3 separate regions of the Hordeum vulgare genome follow, and regions 1 and 3 are each linked to region 2. The links are chromatin contacts, called in public Hi-C maps. All regions are on one chromosome and are shown on one strand. Each heading gives the region's core, a stretch centred on a gene start, on an enhancer-like site or on the middle of the called end of the contact. The rest is flanking DNA. Distances are from core to core; before and after follow the strand shown. Region 1 has its middle 110 kb from the start of LOC123450565. Region 2 holds the start of LOC123448743 (guanine nucleotide exchange factor SPIKE 1). Region 3 holds the start of LOC123446515 (NAC domain-containing protein 1-like).

The links. Hi-C and Micro-C count contacts between places; a contact is called where the count stands out from the background.
Region 1: a contact with region 2 is called in a Hi-C map of leaf, with 2.9 times the contacts expected there. The contact joins the enhancer-like site here to the promoter of LOC123448743 in region 2. A contact is called at or near these places in 4 of 6 Hi-C or Micro-C datasets (leaf and seedling) and 1 of 1 datasets of contacts at active chromatin or transcription factors (embryo).
Region 3: a contact with region 2 is called in a Hi-C map of leaf, with 9 times the contacts expected there. The contact joins the promoter of LOC123446515 here to the promoter of LOC123448743 in region 2. A contact is called at or near these places in 2 of 6 Hi-C or Micro-C datasets (leaf and seedling) and 1 of 1 datasets of contacts at active chromatin or transcription factors (embryo).

Annotation. Positions count from the first base shown.
Region 1 is chr4H:403,153,465-403,157,077 of MorexV3_pseudomolecules_assembly, reverse strand. No RefSeq gene overlaps it. Among protein-coding and RNA genes, the nearest start is that of LOC123450565, 110 kb to the left of the region's middle. Within about 2 kb of position 2,252, at least 2 of the 3 cell types and tissues checked have open chromatin away from gene starts, as enhancers often do. A contact at or near this core is called in leaf, where this site is marked.
Region 2 is chr4H:402,571,010-402,574,344 of MorexV3_pseudomolecules_assembly, reverse strand. LOC123448743 (guanine nucleotide exchange factor SPIKE 1) reads left to right here and starts at 1,292. Exons shown (of 31, transcript XM_045125736.1): 1 at 1,292-1,626; 2 at 1,751-1,846; 3 at 2,609-2,771; 4 at 2,850-2,968. The coding sequence starts at 1,760.
Region 3 is chr4H:403,408,958-403,412,085 of MorexV3_pseudomolecules_assembly, reverse strand. LOC123446515 (NAC domain-containing protein 1-like) reads right to left here and starts at 1,873. Exons shown (of 3, transcript XM_045123089.1): 1 at 1,493-1,873; 2 at 1,018-1,325; 3 at 1-517. The coding sequence starts at 1,658.

The DNA.
Region 1 (3,613 bases), core at 1,003-3,502, 580 kb before region 2:
TTCACATACTTTGATCATGAAATGCGTGATTAAGCAACTCATATTTGACTCTAAAATGATCTGAGTGAGCATATGTGGGCTCACGTGGTAATCAATAGAATGTATCTGGCTCTTGCTCTTTTTATTGTATTTATGACAAATTTTATTTGATTTGTAAACTATGAGATTTTTTTATGAAATTATGTAATTTTTATTCGGATCTGGTTAAAACTCTGATCAAAGTTGATATGTATGTAAAAAATATATAAAAATATGATCGAACGGACCATACAAATAAAATGAGTCAGCGTGTTGAACACACTAACAAATAAGACGGGACACCTCACAAAATACTAACCCAAACAAACAAAAAGTAGAGAAAAATCACGTTCATTTGCAACGGCGGGACCCGAACTCTATAACGGCAGTGCGTCCGATCATGCACGGGCCATGCTTCTACCACGTCCCTGCATGTGCCATGTACGTAGTCAGAAAAAGACTGAGAAACACGTTTGCACTTTAGAGTAACTTCAGCCACGTGACTCAAACGGATGCGAGTTTTGTTCATTTAGGTCAGCCCGTGAATATTCATGTCCGTTTTTTAAAATGGATCAATGTTTGTGTTCAATGCTAACATGGTTCATTTTTAAGACGGTATGAAAAAATACATCATAAATATTTGAAAATAGAAAAGGGTGATTGAACATTAATGTTGGCCTTAAAGATCAATGATAGTCCCACGAGTCCACATTGCATTAAATAAAAAAACTTACTTAAACTGAAATCAAAGAGGCGTGTTGCCCTAGGCGTCCTCGAGGCCAGTAAGGTCGACGAGCGTCTACGTCTGGCCAGCCCAGCCCAGGGGAAGGCCGTCTCCGAGGCGGTGGCGACGTCGTTCGTCGGTGGATGCACCACCGTTGGCTGGGCTTCAGCACGACGCATTCCCTTCTCGGCTTCAGCGTCGCGCTCGAGCTGCTCGAGTCGCTGGCCCTCGAGGCTCTCCTTCGCCAACCACTATTGCCACCAATACTCCACGTAGGCCTGCTCCTGTTTCAGCGTCGCCCCCAATCAAACGGATGGTGTGCTCACCCACTCGCGCACCATCCCGTTCGAGATGTACTGCTCGATCTTCACGGGGTCGGCCCTGGCTTGCCCTTGGTGGGGGACGGCGGGGCCAGCGACGGCACGACGCAGTCGTCGACGGCGTAGAGCACCATTGCCTCCGCCAACCGCGCCTGGTAAGCCGCCTCCTCCTCCTCCTCCTCCTCCTTGCGTTGCTCTTCCTCCTCGCTTTCACGGAGGACGGTCGTTAGCGCCTCTTGGTAGGCGGCCTCCACCTCCTGGTTCTCGTCGTGCACGACAAAGAGGCGGCGGGGTGCCAGCCCCCACGTTGCGGACGCCACGCCGGTGCTGCTTCAAGTGCTCCGAGGCAAACCAGACTTTTCAATCAGGAGAGTCTGGAACGTACGCGGGGTTGAACCACTGCTCAGGCGTCAGCTGTTATCGTCGACGCCGAACCTCCACCGCATGCGCCCGCATCGACTGCGGTATTTGTCGGCACTGAGATCCTCTCCGGATCCAAGTGCCACTCATGTGGCAACATCACGTCGGGGTAGGGGAGAGGGATACGGTGCTCCCAGTGCCACCTCGCCTGGTGCATTGGGACGCTTATCCGCTGCCGAGGCGGGCGGGAAGACGACGGCGAGAGGAGCACACACCAAGAGAGGGCTCGAGCCTGCGTCGGAGAAGAAACCCGTGGTGATGGCTAGGGTTTGTCGTCAACGGGGAAACAACGGGGTAGCTAGATGGGGCGGCTTTGTGGGAGAGAATGAGCCCCCTCCCCCTCCTCCACACACGCTCGGATTAAAGAAAGACGCCCGTGGTCGTTGACGCGTGAGCCCGGGATAAATGGTCATCATCTCTTTACAAAACACGGACGGTAATTGATCAACCGCTACGTGGGGGCGGGACAGACATCGAAAGGGCACACGCCGCGTTCGCGTCGACGCATTTTAATCTTAAATTTAAGTTTAAAATGAATCGGCGCGAACGACTATCCAAAAGGACACGTGCGGACGAACCTGTTGAAGTTGCTCTTACGTACCAGTTCGTTGCGTGGAAGCATCCGGTGAGTACGTGCAAGCTGGCGAGGCGGGGTGAAGAACTGAAGATCGAAGACGGCGCCACGGAGGCAGCCGATGACCTGCCTGCTGGCTGAGCCGCCAGCTTATGGTCACATCGAAGCGGCTGGTCGATCGTCTCTCTGGGTATGTGCTCAGTGCTCGTGTCGTGTCCGGGAAAGCGACACGGTTCTGGTTAGTCCCACGCTTGGCCTGTTCGTCACAGATGACGCGGAACTTATTGGCGCCTCGGCACTGATAATATCTCGCGTGAACCGCACATGACAGCGTTGGCGTGTAGTAGTACAATAGCTAGTAGAAGACGTCGTATGGTACAGGTGCAACGAGGTACTGGCAAGCCATGGGAGTGGGACGTACGCACGTCGTAGCTTGTCAATTTGATGATCAGACGACGCGCTCACGCTGCATTGACTTGTTCCATTAACGGTGTCACCGCGAGCTGTTTATGTTGCTTTCCACTCTGGATGTATTTGGTTCCACAAATTTTCCCCGTTATCCGATTACGCCGCAAACTGATACTGTTAATCATGTTTGTTTGGCCCGCCCGTAAACAAGTACTACCACGTAAACAGATTACAATGCAAGTCTCCGTTGATTTCCGCCGACCCCTCACCGAAAACAGATACCATTCCCCATTGCAGCTTCGTCCTCGTCTAGCTACGGTTTCATCGAGATCGATCCATCCGCTCTCAGTGGCTCGGTCCCCTCCGCGATTCCGCCCCCAATGTTGTACATCGAGGCTCGCGGCGGCGCTGGTCTCACACCGTACCTCGATCAACTCTGCTTGATGTGCAGGCTCGCGGAGACGTCATGAGAGGAGCAGCGGGGCGGCGGCGCAGGCAGTCGCGCCATTAGAGGTCTCCAACTATGACTACGTGCTTCACCAGCAGGTCTCCAAGCTGCTCGAGCATGCGTTCTCGTAACCATCATCGGTGGAGGCAGCGCTCGATGGTGGGGATGCCGGGGCTAAGGAAAAGGATGGTTCCTGGGTCGACGGCGTCGAAGACGACAATATAGCTGATGGGAATGATTACGGTTACAGTTCGCAGGCAAACAAAGTTCCATTTTTCTCCATTTCATTTACAGTACCGGTGTGACCTCATTCCATTTACGTTCGCGTTACCTTTGATGAACCAAACACCTCCAGAATGGTTCCTCGCTGGGTTGCAGCCAATTTTGTGCACTCACTCTTGTCATGTATAGAGTCCTGAAAAAGTTCATCGACACATCTACAACCTTCGTCTCAAACCCTACTCAAATATTCGGAGGAATGGATCGGTCGCTGGCCGTTTAAAAAATGTCAATATATATAGGTGCTTTAGATCCAATTCGAACGTTCGGACTAATTAACACTCCTCATATTTACCTCATATATAAAGTGAATATGAGGTATGTGAGCACGTCTGTCATGTTGAATCTGACAGACCTACCCTATAATAAATTGCATCAAATTCCTTCAAACTTATCCGATTCATTTGCGCCGGACTACGTCA
Region 2 (3,335 bases), core at 43-2,542:
AATTTGTTAAATCACCAATGATTTAGGAAAACTAAAAGGCATAAATGCAAAGAAAATTCAAATGCAGAAATCAGAAAAAGAAAGGGGGTAAAAATCAAGGTGTTACAACGACGAGGACATTTGAGGATGCTACCGAGAACGACGCTAGCTCCTTGTTAGTCACACCACCACCGCCATTTGTGCCCAACCACCACGACGACGAGGCCAACACATCCACTTTCACCTCCTCCGTCGATGGTGAGGAAGAATAGAACATGATAGGCCGCCGTCGCTTGGGTCGTCCCACGAAGACCACTGTCAACGTCTTGCTGGGTCTCACAGCTGGTGAGCTTGTTCAAAGTTTCGCGGATGACATTATTGTTCTCCCCCTTCCGCTCAAGCTTCACCCCCTAGGCTCACGTCAGCTCGGTGAGCCAGCTGCAAGACATGGGGAAAGATATGTAGTGGGAAATGGACGCGGCCGGCGATCTTTTGGACTAGGTTAGAATAGCCTCCTCCGCTATAGTTTATTTGAAATATGCCTCCAGTTTATATGAAAATCATTCGGTCGGTGTGTAATTTGTTCGGCTTGTTGAAATCCGGTATAAAATGTATGTGGACATGGTTAGCCGGTTCGCGTATGCAATGTCTGTTTTAGGGGTTAGTGTTGGAGATGCGCTAAAGCAGCAAGGTTATAACATGAAAAAACGATCCATATTGGTCAAACTATTTATACATAAAAATAAAACAGCAAGTTCAGTTTATGCAGTAGCAAAACAAAACAAAACAAAAACCTTGTATGGCACATTAGAGCATGGTTAATAGTATAGCCAACTGCTGGCTATAAGCAGTCTTATAGTCCATCTTATAGCTAGCTTGTACAATAGTTAGCTATAAAAGAGTACTACTTTTATCATATATGGCACACGTTTCATTCTCACAAAGCACCTAGGAGCACGTGCTAGAGCTGGCTCTTCACGAAGAGCCCGCTTCCCTTCTCTCTTATCCAACTCAACAGAAATATTTTAATCCTTACAGCCTGCTGACTGTACCTTATTGTACTTGTTCTTAGGACAGAAGCACCAAGGCAGACACACACAACAAACAGTCTAGTGGTGTCATTCACACTCTTGACAGCGAAGCGTCTCTGTTTTGCGACACGGCCAGAGCAGCCCCGGCGCAAGCGGAGGCAAAATATTTCTCGTCGAAAGATTTTTAAAAGCCCCAAGAAATGCGCAGGTAGAAGCCAAACCAAATCTTTGTTTTTCTATTATTATTTCCCCTTTTCCCCTTCCCCATTCCCCACCAAGCCTAAGAGGAAACACTCATCCTCCCAACTCCACCTGCTTCGCTTCCTCTCCACTTCACCAAACCAAACCCTCGGGTGGGGGAGAGGGGAGCAGAGCCGAGCAGAGCGGAGCAGGAGATGGCGAGCGCAAGCAATGCGCAATGAGTGGCGGTAGCCTCGCCTTCACCGCCCCTTCTTTTGCCTTCTACTAGCTGCTGCTCGGTGCCTCGGGTTGGTGCAGTGGGTGGGACTGGGAAGGGGGTTCATTCCTTCGCGCCGCGCCTCTCGTCGCCCACGCCTCCCGTCGCCCGGATCTGGGCCGCAGGTGCCGAGATCCTGAGCTCAGCTTCCTCTCTCCGGTGCGGCGTTTTCTCGGGTTTTTACCGGGGTGTCGTTGATGGTGATGTTTGTTTGGCTAGTGCAGCCCAGCGCTGCACAGATTTGTGCTGAATTGGTTTGCTTGTGGATTATCTGTCGGCTCAGGTGGCGGCCATGGATTCCCCGGCGCCCGGGGAAGGACAGCGGTTCAAGCGGATTCCAAGGCAGCCTTGTGGCCGGAACCTGGAGCTGGATCCACTCGTATGTCTCACTCCCTACTCCTGCGTGTTTCCTTGATTTGCTTGTGCCAATGCGGCTTGCCGTGTTTATTCAGCTTTGTCGACTGTTGTGGCAGCGCATACAATGTGGCGCCTGGGGAGCCCCAGTGTTTGAAATGTCATTGAATTGTGTGTGCTCGAGATCTCTCCGCACCCGTTGTTTAGGGTTTTGAGGTTTCTTATCGTACGCATGCTTCTGTGAGAGGAGAGCCGAGGAGTTTAAACTGATGATGCTGTTGGTATTAGTGGTGAACTGCTGCTTGCTAAGTGCTGCTCATGTCAAACCTGCATTGCAGGATATAGTTTTCTAATCTCCTTATTGCCAGGGCGCTTGCGTATGGGTTTTTCACAAATAGCTAACCTTTTCTTATGGTTAGCCTCCCAAAAGCTATGCTGGTTTTGGGTTTGCTGCTATTTTGGGAATGAGCCCAGCTCATTGAGTGGTCCATTTTGGATGTGCCCATATGTGGCCAGTGAGTCTAATTGTTCACTGTATTACTATAGACCACCAAGAACGGAACTCGAGTACTAGACTACTACCATGGTCTATGGCTATACGTTTTCCATCTTTCTCACTTCTGGCATTCCATGATGGAGCTATGTCCTTAGTATCAGTATTGCACATCTTTAGTGACTGATAATTCAGTTTGCTCCTTTGGGTTTCAACCACGAAAAAGTAACTATTTTGTGCTGCAATTTTTGAGTATTAAGGATGAAAAAGCGAAGCTTCTTTTTGTTTTTTCAGCTTAATGAGAATTTGGAACAGTGGCCACATCTAAATGAGCTAGTACAGTGTTATAACGCTGATTTTGTGAAAGATGACTGCAAATATGGACGCTATGAGAGTGTCGCGCCACCGTCCTTTCAGAATCAAATTTTCGAGGGACCTGATACCGACATAGAAACAGGTAATCCAACATCCTTGTGACTGGATTAGCTTTTTATACATGGTTTACTTAATATTTTATATATTTGCTTTGTCATAGAATTGCAACTTTGCAACGCTAGGCATTCCAAGCCTGAGGAAGCTACTGAGGATGATATGCCAAGCACTTCAGGGAGGCAAATATCTGAAACTGAACCATCTGCTTCGTCTTCAAAAAAAGTAAGTGCATATTCACTAGTTTTCTGTTTTAGGTGGATTCTTACCATGCGTTTTTCTTTCTTGCCCCTGTGGCAGCAGACACCATGCTAAACTAAATTCTCTGCGATTAACCCTAATGCCTTAGTCCTCAACTGCTCATATTGGATGAAAAAACTATATTGTGAATTGCTCACACATCTATTTATCCTGTCCTTGTTTCAGCTACTACAATGCTTTCCTGTTGAACTTTGTTCATTCGTATCACTTGTGTCGATCCTTTATGCGTTCAGTTGACTGGTACTTTTCCACTTCGTTCTTTTTTTACTTCCTGTGCAAAGTGCAAACAAGGTGCATTCCACACTGTACTGTCGACATGAATATTTCTAGC
Region 3 (3,128 bases), core at 624-3,123, 840 kb before region 2:
AAGAACTGTTGGGCTTCTTGTTCGTCACGGCCGCCGCTGGCTGGCTCGTCGACCCATTATGTTCACCGTCCTCCTCCGACAGCCTCTTGCGCTTCCCGGCCGCACCATCGCGTGCCACCGACGTTGAGGCTGGTGAATCCATCTGCCCAAGCTGCGACATGTTGTTGCCGCTGCTGTTCACATGGAATTGGCTCATGATGGGGTGGCCGAAGAGGGCGGCGTGTTGATCGTGCCGTGCCATGAGCGCGTGTCCGCTGTCGTCGAAGAGCTGCGCTAGCGAGTAGTCGTTGAGCAACTCTGAAATGGACGGGATCTTCGGCATCCTCTGTGTGCCGGGCACCGCGGCCTGCAGTGTGTAGCCGCCGGCGCCGCCTTGCATGGTCATGCCGGCGCTAGACATGGGGTAGGCGCCAGCGCCGGAAGGCTCGTCAAGCTCGTGGTCGGACAGCGGCGGCACCGCCATCGGGGACACTTGGCTGGTCTTCTTGTAGATCCGGCACAACACCCAGTCATCCAGCTGCATACATATACGCCAACATGGAGTATTAGAAATAATAAGTGAATAAAGCTTGCAATCAACCAGGCGAAAGATGAATCAGTCATTAACACGCGTATGCATCAGGCCTATCATTGTCGTATCTATTGACTTGGCGCAACCATGCCAAGTATGCCTAAAGAACATTTCTTTAAACGAGACACGCACATTAAAGCAGCTCTTGCGTCCATTCATAAGGCACTGCACAACCCGATTCCATTTTGGTAAAACTGACGTGCCGACGACACGAACCCATACACCCTCCCGGAAAAATCGCAGGGCAAGTGCGCGGGCAGGTGCGTGCCTAGCTATCGTCCGGTGCCACGCATGCGACTGCCATGGCACCAATTAATTTGACATATAGTAAGATCTATGTAGCTCTATACTCTAGGGTTTTGGGTGCTCAGTTCCGTTGACGATTTAATTTGTTCGTATGTTTGGTTGCTGTAGCTGTAGCGCGCACGTACGTGGTAACGACTTACCCTCATGGAGGCGTTGCGGAACTTCATGGGGCGGTAGGTGTTGGCGGCGTGCGCGTCGGCGGCGGCGAGGCGGTATTCGTGCATGATCCAGTTGGTCTTGATGCCCTTTGGCGGGCGGCCCTTATAGAAGACGAGGGCCTTCTTGACGCCGACGCTCTCGCCGGTGGCGCTGCAGCGGATGGGCTTGTCGGTGCCGGTGGCCTTCCAGTAGCCGGAACCCGCAGCACGGTTCGGCCGGACACCGTTGGGGTACTTACGGTCCCTCGGCGTGAAGAAGTACCACTCCCTGTCCCCGTAGCTAGCCTTGGCTGCAATCAATTAACAGGCCCCAACAAAAATAACGGACGATTATTAACTGAGATCCGAATTAAGGTAGCGCAAGTGGGAAGCAGTCGATCATCATCAGCATGAATGAATCATGATATATATGCATGCTTGGTGCAGAGGGGAGGCGGCAGGGCAGGTGGGTACTAACATGGCAGGGCCCAGGGGTCGAACTTGTAGATATCTACGTCGGCGATGATGGAGACGGGGCACGGCGATTGGGCGGCGCGGTTGCGGAGGTAGTGCAGGATGAGCTCCTCGTCCGTCGGGTGGAACCGGAAGCCCGGCGGCAGCATGGCCGGGTCGGACATGATCATCGCCACGCCACGCCACGCAACGCTCGAGGACGAAAACCCTAGCTGGCTAGCTAGAGCTTGGAGTGCTAACCAGTCTTGGAAGAAGATCTGGTAGCTAGAGAGGAAGCTAGCGACAGATGAATTAGCTAGAAAAGCTTGTAGCTATGGGAAATGAGGGGCTCGAACTTTTGGAGACGAGAGGAGAGGGGCCGCTTATATGGTTGCGGATTTTTGTCCTCTTGTGTTGTGTGCGTGACGCTTGGCCATGGCCCGGCGAGGAGAGGAGGCCTTCTCTGTGGTTTCGGCAACGGTGTGTGTGTGTGTGGCTATCGTTGATTCGTTATTCCTCACGTCCGGCGTGATGGCGCCCGGGATTGGGCATGGGCCGCCGTGACGTCGGCCGCTGAAACTTGCTGGCGCACGCACGTGTTGCCGGCCGGCCGACGATGGATTTGGGCCGAATCTCTCGCCCGATCCACCCGACACAACGGAATCCCACACCGCTGTTACAGAGTAATACTAACACGGATTATATTCATATAATTCAGCCAAAAATAAATAAATCCGGATCGTATAATCAGTAGGAATCTCTGTTATTCTTTTTTTTTGCTTGGGTCTGCATGAGTCAGGGAGTAGAGACTAACATATAGGCACCTTCAGCTAGTTTAGCAGGGGCAGAAGAAAAAGGAAGGTCTGCACTATGTTGAGAAACTCGCGGGTCTAGTAGCAAAGCCAGATTTAGGTCGACACAGTGAGATGGCGCGGAAACAGGTTGTGACGGTAAGATTTGTTTGTTTGGGCCTTTTGTGGCTATAAGACGGGCATATGCTACAGACAGGAAATTGGACCCCGTAGTAGGTTAGTCTGGCAAAATAAATAAATTCTAGGGGTACCATATGCAGCTTCAACCTGTATTAGCTTTGTCTTGTACGAGTATATGAATTATATGCTTGGTACTATTCTCGTGCATATTACCTAGTATGATTTTCATGCGGTGGACCCATTATGCTGAACAGCTAATTTTGAACTTTTCTTTTCTAGCAAGGCAAATACCATCTTTTTTCCCCCTTCAAAACGGTGGGGGAAGTAGCTTTGAACTTTAGAGTGCACACGTGATTAAATCTGTGCTAGGAAATGAAAAGCCGGTCTCCAGTAAGAAATTAATCTAGGCGTGAGTTCAATTGCTTGTCATTTTTGAGTAAATCCTTCCTTTACTCAGGAATAACTCCAATGTGATCATGTTTGCCCTATCTAAAAATCCTGTCATAGCGTACTCCTTAGTTGTCATCCCTTGATGGTTTTTACCCAATTTTATCGTTTTCCCCAAAAACTGACCAAACCAGTCCATGTGGGAGGATGACATGAAGGGTGACTAGGTGGACAAGTCAGGTCCACGTTCGCACCATGTGGCCATGTTGGCCCAGCTACGGTATATAAGTGTCGGTGAATATATATGTATTCATATGAAAAACATATATGCACGAGACATGT